Linked DNA regions of Mus musculus: region 2 is linked to region 1. A link is a contact called in public Hi-C data. All regions are on one chromosome and are shown on one strand. The core of a region is the stretch at or near the end of the contact, and the rest is flanking DNA. Distances in the headings are between cores, read along the strand shown.

What was found. Hi-C and Micro-C count contacts between places; a contact is called where the count stands out from the background.
Region 2: a contact with region 1 is called in a Hi-C map of cerebellum, with 3 times the contacts expected there. The contact joins two enhancer-like sites. A contact is called at or near these places in 1 of 15 datasets of contacts at CTCF or cohesin (the NIH/3T3 cell line), 8 of 484 Hi-C or Micro-C datasets (cerebellum, embryonic limb bud, embryonic stem cells and 2 more) and 2 of 115 datasets of contacts at active chromatin or transcription factors (embryonic forebrain and embryonic hindbrain).

Annotation. Positions count from the first base shown.
Region 1 is chr3:55,370,547-55,378,311 of GRCm38.p6, forward strand. All of the region lies in intron 3 of Dclk1 (doublecortin-like kinase 1), which reads left to right. Gm9831 (predicted gene 9831) reads right to left here. Exons shown (of 5, transcript NR_165824.1): 5 at 6,908-7,103. Among named protein-coding and RNA genes, the nearest start is that of Gm9831, 29 kb to the right of the region's middle. Within about 2 kb of position 3,320, at least 59 of the 459 cell types and tissues checked have an H3K27ac peak or open chromatin away from gene starts, as enhancers often do. A contact at or near this core is called in cerebellum, where this site is marked.
Region 2 is chr3:55,641,312-55,649,076 of GRCm38.p6, forward strand. It overlaps Nbea (neurobeachin), which reads right to left. Exons shown (of 58, transcript NM_030595.1): 51 at 6,045-6,237; 52 at 4,627-4,698; 53 at 2,333-2,488; 54 at 1,426-1,596. Among named protein-coding and RNA genes, the nearest start is that of Gm46804, 62 kb to the right of the region's middle. Within about 2 kb of position 2,875, at least 13 of the 459 cell types and tissues checked have an H3K27ac peak or open chromatin away from gene starts, as enhancers often do. A contact at or near this core is called in cerebellum, where this site is marked.

The sequences.
Region 1 (7,765 bases), core at 2,070-4,569:
CTGGTAAAAGCTCCTGCCATTCAAGCATTGTACTGTGAGTTCTATCCCTGGATCTCACAGTGAAACCAGTTCCTAAAAGTTGTCCTGTGAAACCTGTGGATGCACACAAAGACACATACACAATAACAACATTTAAAATGTGAATTTAACACATGAAGAAAGTAGGGTCTGAAGGGATTAACTAGCCTCCCAGGGTCAAGCCTACAGTAGCATCAGAGTCCAATACTTGTTGCTGGAGGTCACTTTGCACAGTGCTTTAGCTTAGGGAACTCAGGCACTGGAATCCTGACCTTCTCCAACTGAGGCAATGGTTGCGGAATGAAAGACCTGTGAGGGTGCTTATGATTGAGTTAGCATCTTTATGCAGGGTCCTAGAGGAGGTGCTAATACCGTCCATCAGGTGAGGCTAATGTGAGGAGAAGATACAGTCTGTAAGGAAATGGGGCTCATCAGACCCTGGGTCAGCTTGTACCTTGGTCTTAGGCTTCAGACGCCAGAACTGTATGAAATAAATTTCTGTTATTTCTAAGGTACCTTGTCAATGCCACTTTGTTACACTAACCTACATGGACCAAGAAAGACACAAGAAAAGGAGAAAGCCAGTGTGGGTTTCCATTGAATCATGATGGGACTACAGCCTGATAATCACATGAAAACTTAAAAGTATGTTAACCCCCTAATACTGCATATGTAGTATACTAACACACTCCACCCCACAGCTTAGCCTGGCACATCTTGTGTGCTCAGGACACTAGCCTACCTTTGAGAAAAGCCATTTAACTATCACAAAACCTATGCTATCATAAAGTGTTCAGCACCCCATGTAACTTAATGAATACCTTATTTATTAAAAATTAAAATCATCAGTCCAACAGGTCTCTGCCATTATCTTGCATGCAGTCGGTGTATGCTAAGGTCATTTCTCCCTGGCTTTACACTACTGTAAAGTCAGAAAATTAAAATAATAAGTCAAATAATAGTAACTGGCACCATAAGTTATTTTTTTTAAACCAGAATTAAATAATAAAGGACCCGTCATTTGGTCGAAGTGTATAAAAGAGTGACTTTTGCATTAAGGCTGTGCAGCTTGGAAGACTGGATGTGACCAGCTCTACCTGATGCCTGCAGCAAGGGCAGCCTCTGAGGACACACTCGGTGAATGAGTGAAGACACTTTCAATTCTACAATCCTTTTTTCTCTCTTGAAATTGCTGCCCTGTTGAAACAGGGATGGCAAGGGGACGTGGTCAGGCAGATAAGAACAATTGCTTTACAAGGACGAGGACTTGGGGTAGGAACCTCAGCAGTCATGCAGAAGGCAAGGCAGGGCCCCGCGCATGCCTGGAACCCTCCTGCTACGGCAGGCAGAGACAAGGGGCTGCTCTGGGTTGCTGGCTGCCACCTAGGGTCAGTGAGAGACCGGATCAGGTGAGCAAGGCTAGAAGGGCTAGAGCAAGCCATCCCTTCTTTGACCTCTGCCCTTACACACATAAGCACATACACAGTCACATGTAACACATACACACCACGTAACACACCACACAGCACACACACACACCACATCACATACCACATACAATACAAATACATACACACACAAACACACCACACAGCACACACACTAACACACTAACACACATCACACGCACACACACACAAACACACACCACACACCACACCACACACACACCATATACACACACCATACACCACACACAAAAACACACACCACATACCACGCACACTACATACACACTCACACACATCACATACCACACACACTACAAATACATACACACTCACACACATCACACAGCACACACACAAACACACACATACCACACACCACACCACACCACACACGCATCATACACACATACACACCATAGACACACACACACACCACACCACATACACATATATACACCACACACACACACACACAAACACACCATACCACATACCATGCACATCACATACATAAACAAACACCACACACCACATACCATGCATACTACATACACACTCACGCACACCACACCACACACACATCACATACATACAGACCATAGACACACACACACCACACCACACCACACCACACCACATACACATATACATAACACACACACAGAACCACTCTCCACCTTATTTTACAAGCTCACTGAGTCAACTGGACAGACTGACAAAGCTTCAGTCTGTCTCCCCAGCTCTGAGATCCCAGGAGCACAAGAGGCTATGCTGATCTTACTATACACCAGTCCTAAGTTAGATTCCTTCAGGACCTCCTGTTTATACAGCAAGCATTCTACCAACTGTGCCACCCCCCAGCCCAGGAATGAAAATGTTTAATTTTTTTTAAGTTGAAAGTTTTGTTAGGAAGAATTATTATAAAATTGTTGCCATTTGCACAAGGTTATCATCAAAGTAATGAGAAAATAAAAATGCAACGATGATTTATTTTATGAAAATAACCTTATAAAGTTTTTGTGTGAGTTCATAATGAATTGTAGACACATTTCATAACTGATTATAAAGAGGAAAGCTCATAATAGCTGGTTTACAACACCATATTTTATAAGAACACTGAGTGTGAACACAGAATAGAGGCCAAGCGTGGGATGAAATGGAGAGAGACACCCTGGCTCTGTTTTGTTTTGGGTCCTGGGGAGCCTGTATATACCACGTTTTAATTGACAGCTGTTTGCAATGGTGAATTATGAATCCCTTTTGATGCAGCCTCTTAAGTCACAAGGAAAGAACATTTTTTAACTTCACAAAAAGTGTTTCTCTTCCTTCGGTAGAAGTTCATGTGAGCAGCAGCAGGGAACAGTGTCTGCAGAGGACTAAAGTTCAATTCCCAGCACCTCTGTCAGGCAACTCAGAACCACCTCAAGCTCCAGCTCCACACACACTCATACACATCAATAAAATGAAAACAGATCTTTAAAACATGAGCAACAGAACTTTTATGTCTACTCTATCAGGAAAAGTGGAAAGAAAGTTAAAGGATTGTACCGTACGTAATCAGTGCGTTCAGTAAATGGACTGAATGTCTTGGCTTTCATCTTTATACTGGCTTATTTTATTTTATCTTTATGTATTTTATTTTATTTTATTTTATTATTTTATTTTATTTTATTTGCAATGATCTCTTACCATTTGAAGGGTCCTCTCAGCATCCAGAAATGTCTGAGGTCTATCCTCCATTTGGTGTGTAGAGGGCGCTCTTGTAAAGAAAATCTCCTCTCCAAGGCTCCCTGATAAGAATATAGGCCAGCTTCCTGCTATCTTTGTTGCCATGGAGACCACACTCCAGTGAGGGGCAATGGATTCCGTGGTCCCGATTTAGAAATGTGTAACCAGCAGATGCCTTTACTGCCTTTGTTTCAATCTTTGCCCTTGCGGAGCGACTCAGGCCGGAAGCAGAGCCGAGGAAGTCCGTGTTTGCCTGCATGGTTTTGTTTCTTCTGTACAACATCTGTCTCCTGAGACGGATGCACTGGCATGATGAGCCAATGGAGAAGACAAGACGCGAATTCATAGCTAGAAAAAGAAATGCACTCTCCTCCAGCCAAAGAAGCAATTCAAATTAGTTTAAAGGAAAAAAAATGTTCTTATTAGACACTTGCTTATACTGTTAATATACCATATATGTGATAACTACTTACATAACTGTTAAATCAACTGAAATGTCTGAGACATACATGCCAGGGTACAGGTTTCTGTAGATTTGAAAGGACTTATTTTGCTGTAGATTGGCAGTTAAGAGCCCGCATTTGAATTCTAACTGGATTCAAATTCCTTCTTGTCTTCTACTCCATCCTAGGCTGTCCGCTTCATTTACAAATTGGGGTTCATACCACCATAGTGTAATTTAGTGCTCTCATCACTGTGACTAACAAATAATCAACCTCTATAGAGGAAAACGTTGATTTGGGTTCACACTTTGGGAGGATTCAGTACATAGGTGATCGCTTTGGGATCTTTGACAAAGCTGGGTGTCAGTCACAGTGGGACCGAGGGAAAGCACAACTGTGACTAGGGACCCAAAGAAGATGGGAGGAGCTGAGGGTGCACTGTGCCCTGAGTAACCTAAGGACCTGCCACCAGGAAGCACCTGTACTAACTCCTAATAGCACCATGCTGGGAGAAGAGGGAACCTCAAATAAGTAAGGCTTCCACAAGAGCTACAGGCAAACCTGGAGGGCATTTTCTTATTTGGTGATTGATGGGGAAGGCACAGTCCATTGTAAATGGTTCTACCCCTGGGTTGGTGGTCCTGGGAAGGCACAGTCCACTGTAATGGTTCTACCCCTGGGTTGGTGGTCCTGGGAAGGCACAGTCCACTGTAATGGTTCTACCCCTGGGTTGGTGGTCCTGGGTTTTATACGAAAGCAGGCTAAGAAAACCATGGGGAGGAAGCCAGTTAGCAACTCCCCTCCATGGCCTCTGCATCAGCTCCTGCCCTGCTCAAGTTCCTGCCTTTAGTACTTTTGATGATGAACTGTCATATGGAACTGTGAGTGAAGTACCCCACACGCCCAAGTTGCTTTTGGTCATGGTATTTCATCACAGCATTAGGAACCATAACTAGGACAGAGGCAATTTCGGGTCAAGCAGCTATTCAGCACTTGTCAGTCTGTCTCCTTCACTGTGGGGAAGATCAAATGTGGAGCTGGGTGGGCACTTGCCTAACATGCAGGAGTTAGTGGGCCAGCCCACAGCACTGTCCCAAACAGAAGCAAGGGCAATGACTCTTGATGCTTCAGCACACACACACACACACACACACACACAATTATCAGGTACAACATGTTAAAAGCAATGCAGAAACTGATAAGACCATTTAATTAACACCTCCAAGTTTCTTATAGCAAGTGAGCTTAGAACATTGATTTGCTTTCTGTTGCTATGGTGAAACACTGGCCAAAGCCAATTTGGAGAGGAAAGGGCTTATTTAATCTTATAAATCCTAGATCATAGTCTATCACTGAGGGAAGCAGAAGGTAGCACTGAAGCAAAGACTATGGAGGAATGCCGCTCACTGGCTTGGCCTCATGGCTTGCTCAGCCAGCTCTCTTATACACCCTAGGGTCACCTGGGGGCAATAACTACTGGATGCTGAACCCTCCCAACTGATCAATTATCAATCAAGAAAGTGTAGCCCAGACTTACCTACCATCAGACGAGCTAATCGAATGAAGATGTCTCCTTAATTGAGATTCATCTTCCTAGATAACGGTAGCTGTGCCAAGTAACAAAAAAAAACCAGGAAATTGGATATTGTGATCCCTGGTCACTAGCTCTCATCAGCACACTCAATAGCTTTTTTCTTTTAGCACATTTGACAATCAAGCACCAGTGCATTTGACAGACTTCCGTATTGTCCCGAGCACCATCCAAGAGAAATTCTCTCCATGAACAGGGGACTTTCTTTGGAGTTAAATTCCCATCGAATAACCAAAGCACCAGATAAGAACCAGATATCCATGGACAGAACTTGTGCAGTGTGCCAGAAACAGATCACGTCCTCTCTGCCTGCATGAGATGCGCATGGAATTTTGTTACTAATGAGGACATTCCAAAGGGTGTGCTTTTCTCAAAAGACTACAAATCTGCAGTTCCCACAAGTCTGAGAGTTGGTGAAGACACTGGCACCCCTGAGCTTCTGCAACAATGGTTCATGCAACTCTTATTTTAGCCCCAGATGAGAGCAGATTTGTAAATGAGTTTTCAAAGGTTCAAGCCAGGGAAGCCAAAGGGAAGCCCGAGCCAGGGTCCGCACCCCATACTTGTGTGTGTAACTTCTAGAAGCTTTGCACTAATTACCCGACTCAAATCTAAAGTATGCTTTTCATCAAAATAGTAATCTTAAAATCCAATATGGTGGAGGCAGAGGCAAGCGGAGTTAGAGGCCAGCCTAGTCAACAGAGTGAGATCCTATTTCAAGACAAAACCAAAACCAAAGTAAAACAACAAATGAAACAAAGACAAATTCTTGTTCCATTAGCAATCAGGAACATTCACTTGTTACACCTTGCTCAAATCTACTTCAAAAAGAAGTCTGCAGGTGTGGATATCTCGGAGTATTATAACTGTGTTGGGTTCTGCTTTAAAAATTAATTCATTTGAAGTAAGTTTATATTTGATTCATACTTATTTTGAAAATAAAGACAACATTTTTGGTTCAAAATAGCTAAAGTGTATTGAGAAGGTTCCTATTTGTGGTTATATTTGGTTTATATTCATGGTCATAAGATATTAAATCCTTAAAATGATTGATGTAATAAACTGAGGTGCAAAGAGGTTCACAGCTGAGTGGCAGAGCTGGGTTGACACCTAACCCAGGGGGTCACCAGTGCTATGCTCTTGGGGAATATACCAGAGATTACATGGATAGAGGGCCAAAGAAGGCACCACCCAGGAGATACTGTTATGCCCTGACTAGATTTCAAATATATATATATATATATATATGAATATATATATATGTATATACTCATTTCTAAACAGATGAGAGATGGCAGACAAATCCAGACAGCTCCCCTCAGACTTTGACAAAACTACTAGAAAAATTGTGTGGGTTACTTTGGGCAAGTTATTGATTCACAGCAAACAATGTTGGGAACTGTAGAGATTATAAGTCTATAGACTGGAGAAGAAGAGAGAAAAAACATGGACACATATTCTCCAGGCTATCAAATAAGTGGTCAGTAAACATTTATTGAGTGATGCCAACAGCTTCAGAACAAGGGTGTGTCCCTTTGGGTTGGAGGGGTTGGAGAAGGTAGGGCTCAAACCTTCAACTGAGTCTTGGTCCACAGGAAGGACTTAGACCAAGTCTTGGTGAGAATCATAATAGGAGGATTTTTATAGAAAAAGAAATCACACAAGCATCACAGGTGTCAGAGAATAAAAACCAGTGGAAACATTTATTTTAGAGTATAATGTCTGTCCAGACATCACTGTTTATCACTCATAGACACTGGGTCGACTGGAGACCTGGTAGGTCGAGTTGGAGACAGATGTGAGGCATCTGGAATACCAGCTCCGAAAGACAAACCTTAAGGCAATGACTATAAACCAGTGGTGATTTCTGAGCTACGGAAAGAGAATTTGAAATTTTAGGAGAGAATGGCAGACCGACAAGATTAAACAGCATGGAGTGCCGGGAAAGGGGCAGGGCTTCAGACTTCTACAAGAGCTAATGCCAAGGTCCCTGGAGGAGGATGGGCTCTGGGCAGACAGGATGATGACAGCTATGAGGAGGAGGGCTGGGGCTGTCTGGCATTTGAAGATGTTGCAGGGAATCAAGCCATATCCAGAGAGAGGCTATGGATGAGAGGGTGCTTGGACAGGAGTTATTCACAGGCTGAGTGTATCTTCTTTCTCAAACTTGGTATTTCTCTTTACATCTGCCCTATGGTCGATGCTTCTGACAGCATCTGAGCAGAGGTTTTTTGGTAGATGAGGACGATATTCATGGTCCCATGTAGCACAAAGCATGTTCTTTACCCATAAACCTAACTTGTATTTTAGAGCTGGTGACCAAGCTGAGTTTTGAGTACATTAAGTTTTCAAACGATTAACACTTCATAGACATAAGGTCGGAGTGTTATGCAAAACTCGTTTTACATTTCTCTACTTTCTATAACTCCTTGATGCCAAAATGTCCAGAAATACCTCAAGGAAAATTCCCACAACACATTTTCCAAGAGAAAAATGGGGTAAAACTACCCCTGTTACTCTTTTCTATTAGGTGG
Region 2 (7,765 bases), core at 1,625-4,124, 270 kb after region 1:
AGCCACTTCCCTAACTGTCTTCATCCCTAACTGACTTCATCCTAGCCACTTCTACCCCCAGTCACCTCAGTCCCCATCTCTGGCCCAGCTGGTCCTGTCCCCTGTACATGTGCCAGTCATAGATATGCCGTTGTTATTATTCCCCAACCCATGCTTTGGATACATTTAAGGCATGACTGATATATGTACTGCAGCTTGGATTATGAGCCTGGCCTAGGTAGGCATTTGACACTTTGAATACTTCACAGAAATTATGTCATATTATACAGGAAACACAGACATTCAAACCGCTGATGCTCGGTAATTAAAAGTGGTCATTATTTCTTGGTCAGATTCTGTCTAACATTTTAATCACTTAACAATTTGTGCTGGAAACCTTTCATGTATACTACAATGCCGGATCTTAGGATCTCCCAAAGATGGCATCATCTAGTTAAGATGAGTCTTTGGAAACATAACTCTGACAAGTGCTGGTGGAAGCCCTGGCCTGTGTGACCCTTCCAGGCAGGGTACACTTGTAGGACGCACTGTTTTCTCCTCACACAGAGCTCCTTCAGAGGCAATCAGACTTGAGAGATCATCCTACGCATGACCACCAACATGGAAGAAAACTGAACCACTCGACTGAGGCACAAATAAAAGCTTACTGGCATTGGGCCCCATTCTGGCCCTCCCTTGGGCCTTGAGGACAAACCTGAGCCTGGCTGGAGTTTCTTCAGCCTTATGGGAGAGCCTAATCCTGAAGTGACCTGTCTCAGTCACTTCCATATGGTATTGGGATGACTCAGCAAGACCTGCTTGGCTCTGCCTCTGCCCCTCCATTGCTGATGTAGAGCTTTGCCATTGGCCCTGTCAGTCACTCCATACCCTCCGTCACCCTTCTCCACCTCCTATGTCATTTTACCCCACCCAAAAGCCCCCTCCCTATGTTCTGAATTTGTATAAGTGAGAGGTTGATGCCATAGAGTTGAATTCCTGCTTCGACAAGACTCCTGGCTCGGTGTGTTTCTTTTGGGCTGTAGACACTCACCATCCCGCTCAGCCCCGGAGAGACCCTGGCAGGTCCGGGATCTCTCTCCTCTCGCCTGAATCTGCCAGCAAGAAGCCAGCATACTGGATTTTCAAGAAGGCAGAGGTTATACTTAGCATATAGAAAGTCTGAGCTTTTTCTAGGCATCACTGCTAGAGCAAGGGGGGCATCTGGGTGTTGGGGACAGCAGCTGAGGGGATCAGTCAGAGGTCATCATGAGAAGACTGGGGACTCTCCCCAGGCCAGAGGTCTTAGTAATGATTCATTTTTACTTTTTTTCCCACTTAAGCTTTCATATTTTAAGTTTTTTACAGATTCTGTAAAAATGAAGGAAATAAAATAAACTACATTTAAGATATGTATTGTCTGAAAGGACCCTTGTGGGAGACACTTACTGCTATTGGGGTTGTCTCCGATGATGTGGTGACGCCCACTCCAGTACCAGAGAAGCAAGGTGGCGTCCCGAGATCCAGACACTATGTAGCAGTCTCCACCAATGTAGGACTCCGACCTGGCCAGGCATGTGACAACATCCCAGTGGCCAAATACAATCTGTGTCAGTTTCCCTGCAGCACGGATGACAATCATATCACTTAGACTCATTATCTTTACAGAAATAGAATTAATTTTATTTTATTAATTTGTGAAAAGAATTCACACACCCTTACGGTTTTGGAGATAATTCAAATCCACTCAGGTGATTTTTTAGGTCATCTTACGAGATGGCCATGATTTTTCTCTTCAGAATTTGGGCCTGACAGTGGAGAGTTTTACTTTTTATTCTGGAAATGAATGTGAATGTGAATGTGGAAATAAAGGCTGACAGATTCACTGAGGTATAAACTCAGATCAGTACTAAGTGAAAGCAGTAGTTCATTTCTGCAGCAGAACTAGCTGGTTATCTTACAATGTGGTCACCAAGTCTTGACCACGTGGAGCTGGCACACCATGGAATCTCTATACTATCATGGCTTCACATCGGAGAGGATGCACTCTCTGTGAGTGCTTGTGTGGTACATATATGTGTTTGTGTGGACATGTGTGTGCACATATGAGGGGAGGCCAGAGGCTGGTATCAGCTGTTTCCTTAGATATTATCCATCTTGTTTTTGAGAAAGGCCTTTCGCAGAATCTAGAGCTTGCCACTTCAACTAGACTAGATGGTTAGGGAGCCTCAGGGATCTTCCTGCGTCTGACCCATCAGTGGTAGGATCATAGGTGTGTATAGGCTTTTACGTGGTTGCTGGGTTGCAGTTCGGGTTCTCTTGAACACTGAAAATAAACCCTCGTTGTGAAGATTACCTGTTTCTGTCGAGTAAACTCTGAAACTTTTATCCCAAAACCCACAGATGAGGATGTAGCGATTATCAGCTGTGACCACGAAGCAGTGGGCATTGATCTGGATGCTCTGGTCTACAAGGTCTGTGATCTGCCGCTTGTTCACACCAGAGTTATTTGCTAAAAACAAACAGAAGAGTTTCGTTATGCCCTAGTGGAAGGAAAATAGACTGTATTTCACTGATGTAGCAATGGGCTTCTGCTGATGCACAAAAGTTAAGATTTAGACATCTTTTCCCCTCAAGGATTACACACATTTCCTTAGTAGCGATGATTATTCACAGGCTATATCATATACTTAAAAACTATGCCAGAAACTTCAGTTCTTCCATCCTCAATAGGAACAGATAGGGAATCCAAGATAATGAATTTAAAGCATCAAAAGTCTTTGGTTCTATTCATGTGTGTATGGTGCAGTTCATTAGTGTCCACGAAGAACCAGGCGGAGGTGAGCCTTACACACAATGCAACACTGTCTCAGCGCCTGCTCCATCTGTCACTTCCCGCACACATTTCAATCCATGTGGAACGGTGGCAGAGAGCTGCTGCGTGACGTGGGAAGCCCACAGGGAGCTTCAGGTCAGTAGCTTTAAAGACCTGGGTTGTCAACAAACACAAGGCCTTTGCAGCACGGCTGGCAGGGGAGGAGACCAATAAAAGAGATGGGAAAGCGATTGGGGGAGAGAGACAGGCAAAGGATCAGTGTGCAGCCCTGGGAGCACATCTGAATATAGCCAAGAACTCAGAGACATCGATGATTTCCCCAGTGCCTGTCTGGATGCCAGCCTGTCCCTTACTCTGCACCATCCTTTCAGGCAAAATCCCTTCCTGAATTCTTAAACAGGAAGTGCAGATGTGGAAGGTCGCTGCCACCAGGCCCTGAAGCTAACTAAATCACAGCAGTGCTATGTGTAGGTATCTACTGAAGCTAGGAAATAATTACCTAGTTAAGGTAAGCAGTAAGAGGGAACTGATATTTAGAAACATTGTTAAGGGGAGAGCAAACCAAAGGTGCTGGACTGCTGGAAAGCTGTTGAAAACCCGCCGACCTGTGCCTGGTCACAGAGAACACAGCCGACCTGTGCCTGGTCACTCAGAACACAGCCAGCCTGGTGTCTGGACACCAAGAGCAGAGCCGACTGTCCCCCAGTCACACACTAGCTACTATTTCATTGTCAGAGTCTGGTGGACAGAGGAACAACAAGCATAGGCTCAGAAATAGTCTTAATCCCAAACCTTGTATCCTTGCAAGGTACGTAAATGCTATCTTGTTGGGGGTGAGAAAAAGTCAATACCAGTCCGTTAGATCAAAATAAAACCTGGATCAAGTGAAGAACAGAATTATCACCGCTTACCCATAACTGAACCACTTTTTATAGAGTTTCAAAGTTTCTTTTAGTTTAATTTTCTAAGTGATTCCACAAGCTAGGAGAATAAGCATCATCAAAGACCACCTCACAAATACTAAAACAAGGGGCAAAGAATGCCATGGACCACATGAACCTAAGTGGTTGTAGCTTAGAAGTTAGCAATTCAGGTGTCTTTACTTAAAAAAAAAAAAAAAAACAAGCTCAGCCCATTTTATAGAAGGTGCTTTTCAGTATTAATTTCCATCAACGGTTTCTATGAATCTCTTTTACCTTAAATAATATGAAATTGTTAAGAATATTTTAGGCCCAAAGGACACTGTAGATATTTGTTTAATTTTCAACTTACAGGACCCCCTTAAAACATCCAGAAAATGCCGTTTGATAGCAAAGCATTCCTGGATGCATGTGGAAGTTGGCAAAGCCCTTTGTGGCAATTTGATGTCATTTTTATGTTGCTGTTGTAATGTATCACTCCACTGTACTCTGAGACAAATGACGAGGTGAGAACTCAGAGACAGCTGAGGTTTTAAAATGCATCTTTGTTAACTGCGATGGTTTCGATGAGCAATGACTGCCATAGGCTCAGGCATTTGAATACCTGGTCCCCAATTGGTGGCACTGTTTGTGAAGGTTAGGGGACCTCTAGGAACCTTGGTGGAGGAAGCACATTAGTGGACACTGGCTTGGAAGATGAATAGCCTTTCTTCATTTCCTGTCTGCCCTGTCTGCTTTGCGTCTGACTGAAGGCGCGACTGCTCGGCTTGTCTGGCTGCTGCTATGCTTCCGAGTCATGAGGGGCTCTCCCTCTAGAAGCAGAGGCCAAAACAAGCTCTTTCTTCCCTTGTTCTTGGTGTTTTATCATAGAAAAGAGTGGATATATTCACATACCGATTAATGGGTCCATCTCAATGGGAAGATGGTGTGCTTGATCCAAGGAGTATCCGGGGGCTCCTCTGAGGCCTGAAGAAGTAAGCATAGAATACTGCTATGAGATTCCCTGAGAAGCATTTCCTAACAAGGGGTGTTTTATGATGCTTACAAATAATGTGCATTTGTTTAAAATCCAGGCTGCCGTAATTCCATCATGTGACTTGGAATGAAGTTTTAATAGAGTCCTAAAGAGTCACAATAGCGGGGACTTGAGGCTTTTCCTTGAGTCGTAACAAGCCAAGCAGAGTGCTGAGAGCTGAATGAGCAGAGCCTCACAGCGTTTCTTACAAAGCAACCAGTGGGCCTGCAGTGCAGGACAGGGCTGGCCTTCTATGGCAGGGGCCAGGCAAGAGCTGGACTCGCCTACATGAGGCCTTTCCCAATGGCTAGTCAACTCAAGATATAAGTTGAAGCATACCTAAAACTTTCACCCACTAAAGCTGCTTCCAGGACTGACATCTGGGGTCCGACTGAGCTCATCTGTCATATTTTCACATGTGGTTATAACATAAGTGTACATAATATTTTTTAACAATTTAATAATTGAGCCCTTTATAGTTCTTTTTCTTAATGAAAAACATTCCTAGAGGCCAAGGCCCCATGAACAATGAAGTCTTATTTTCCCATAAGATGTCTGCTGTACACTCCTGGCCAGCAGAAGCTGCGCCACCCCCTGTTGATAATATCACCAATAACCATAAACTAGGGCCAGCCGCATAAAACTCATGGAGGGAAAGTGGGTATAAATCACTGCCCCTTTCAGGGTGAGGTAGGTATTAGTGGAATACAAGATCCAGGTTAAATCAGCAGGGCTCATCTTTTCAGTCCTGGAGACAGTGCAAGTCCTGGGGCTTTGCAGGAAGCCTGAAGTGGTGAACCAGGCCAACTAAATCATTTGGGCACATGCACGTCTGTCCTGGTTAAATACGGATCAGTATGTCTAAATGTTTGTGATGACATTATATCACTTCAAGATGTTCGGGCTGGAGTTCTCAGGGATGAGTGTGGAATAAACACATGTGAAATCACTGGACAATTTAGTGTTTGCCTTTTCTCACAGACCAGGCCCCACAAAGCTAGGGATGCTATTTGTCTGTATCCTGCTGAGTTCCAAAAACCAAGGATGACTTGACACATAATGGGCATTCAAATATTTGCTAAACAAACTAATGGTGGCAAAGGGGGATGGCTTGAAGTTCTTGTTTACAAAATCCAGACAAACTTGCTCTGTTTGGAAACCTGCTGAGGTGCAGTGGAAGGCCAGTGCTGGTCCACGGCACTGCCTGGACTGTAGAAGTGGGCAGGCTGCGCCGACACAAGAGCTGCCCAACACTGTCTTTGCCTTAGCTCTGTAGCTAGTGCTGAGACCCACGTACCGACTGTGTTGTGCCATCTGTTCACTGCAAACAGTCGGCTGCAGGTCACTGTCACCACTGCAGGGATGGTCAGGTGGGGCAGGGTGTTGGCAGCCACATGAGTCACAGGAGAATTGGATGGAAACTTCAGCACCATGATCACATCCTGCTGCATCTGATCTTTGAACATGAGTGGGCTCTGTGGAAGGAAACACTGTTGAGTAGAAAGGGAAGAGACAGAAGGAAACAGAAAGGACAACTTGGTTAGTGGAAGGTCTGGGGCTAGGAGGTGCAGACAGACAAGGCTAGTGTGATAACAGGCAGAGGCTCCAGGCCATTGGAACTGTCTCGCTGGCCAGCGCACCCAGAGAGCGCAGCTTCACCTGAAGAAGGCATAGAGAAAAGAGAACAGAGCCTCTGACGTCACTGAGGCAGCATGCTCTGTTGCTAAGAGTCAGTCTCAGTTTGTATATATGGTCAGACTGCCACATGTACAGTTAGCTCACAGAAATAGCCACAAGATGCATCATAATTGTTATGGGAAGTTTAAAAAAATCAGTTTGAGGGAAAATTAGTTAATCCGTGGCTGATGTTGTTAGCATGAAATATAAAGTGATTTGGCTGGAATTGTCATCTTTATTGGGCTAACCTAGGGCCACAGTATAAATAATTGAAGCATAACCTCCGCAGAGTAGCCTGGAACTCTGGCCAGTGTCTGGGCTCCGGAGCTGACTTACTATTTAGGGCTTGTGCCTTCTCTCTCTTACAGGTTCAGTTTACTGAGGGCCAGCGCTTTTTTGGGCTTTTCTTCGTAAACATCTAGCAGATGAGGTGATAGCAGATACTACAAGCAGTACAGAGCACTATAAACTCAATTATACAAAACATAAAATAAGGACGCTGGAAATAATTACCACTTCCCTTCCCTACACATCTGAGCATTTTTCCTATGGATCATTTTCTTTTTGCCAGCTCCATGCCAATTTGGTGTCTGATAATTCCTTGTAGGAAGACAATGAGTTCTAACTGGGCATTCCCCCAAGACAGTCGTCATCATCATCATCATCAAAAGCAGAGAAAAGTAAGTAAAGCGGATTAAGCCTCCCCCACTAAGCCATTTCATACAAGAACGGGTAAGAACCTGGCCCTCTAAGACCATATGTCTGTTTGCACCATGGCTGGGAGCCATCTGGGGACTTTTTTCTACTTTGCTACACAGAATGACCAAGTGCAATCAAAGACAGACACTGTGCCTACAGGGATGAAACTATGTGGTTGGTTGCTGCAGAAGGGTTTAAAGCAAGTGTGTAGTTTCCCCGGGTGTGGGCTGCCTGCTTCTTAGTAGTATGGAGAACACACCTGACACTGTGCCTCATGCCTTAGTCATCTGACACATGGAGGGATCAGAAATATGTTAAGTAAATGAAAAGCATAAACATTCTTTCTGTCAAAGAAATGTACGCTTACACGGTTGCCACACACCCACTGCCATCCTATCTCAGAGCTCTTCACCCCACTGAGGGGACAGACAGGCATGTCCTCAAGATTGTGGATACACATAGATCATCTGAGATCATTTGCAACTGTTTCTGTCTTGAAACATTTGTTGAAGTATTATAAAAAACAAACAAACTAGGGAGACATCATTAAAAAATACAATAAAAGTATATCAGCCTTCATAGAATTAAATACAAAGAGGGAATGCTTGCTATGTGCTGATAAACTAAAAGGGGACTGCTTTG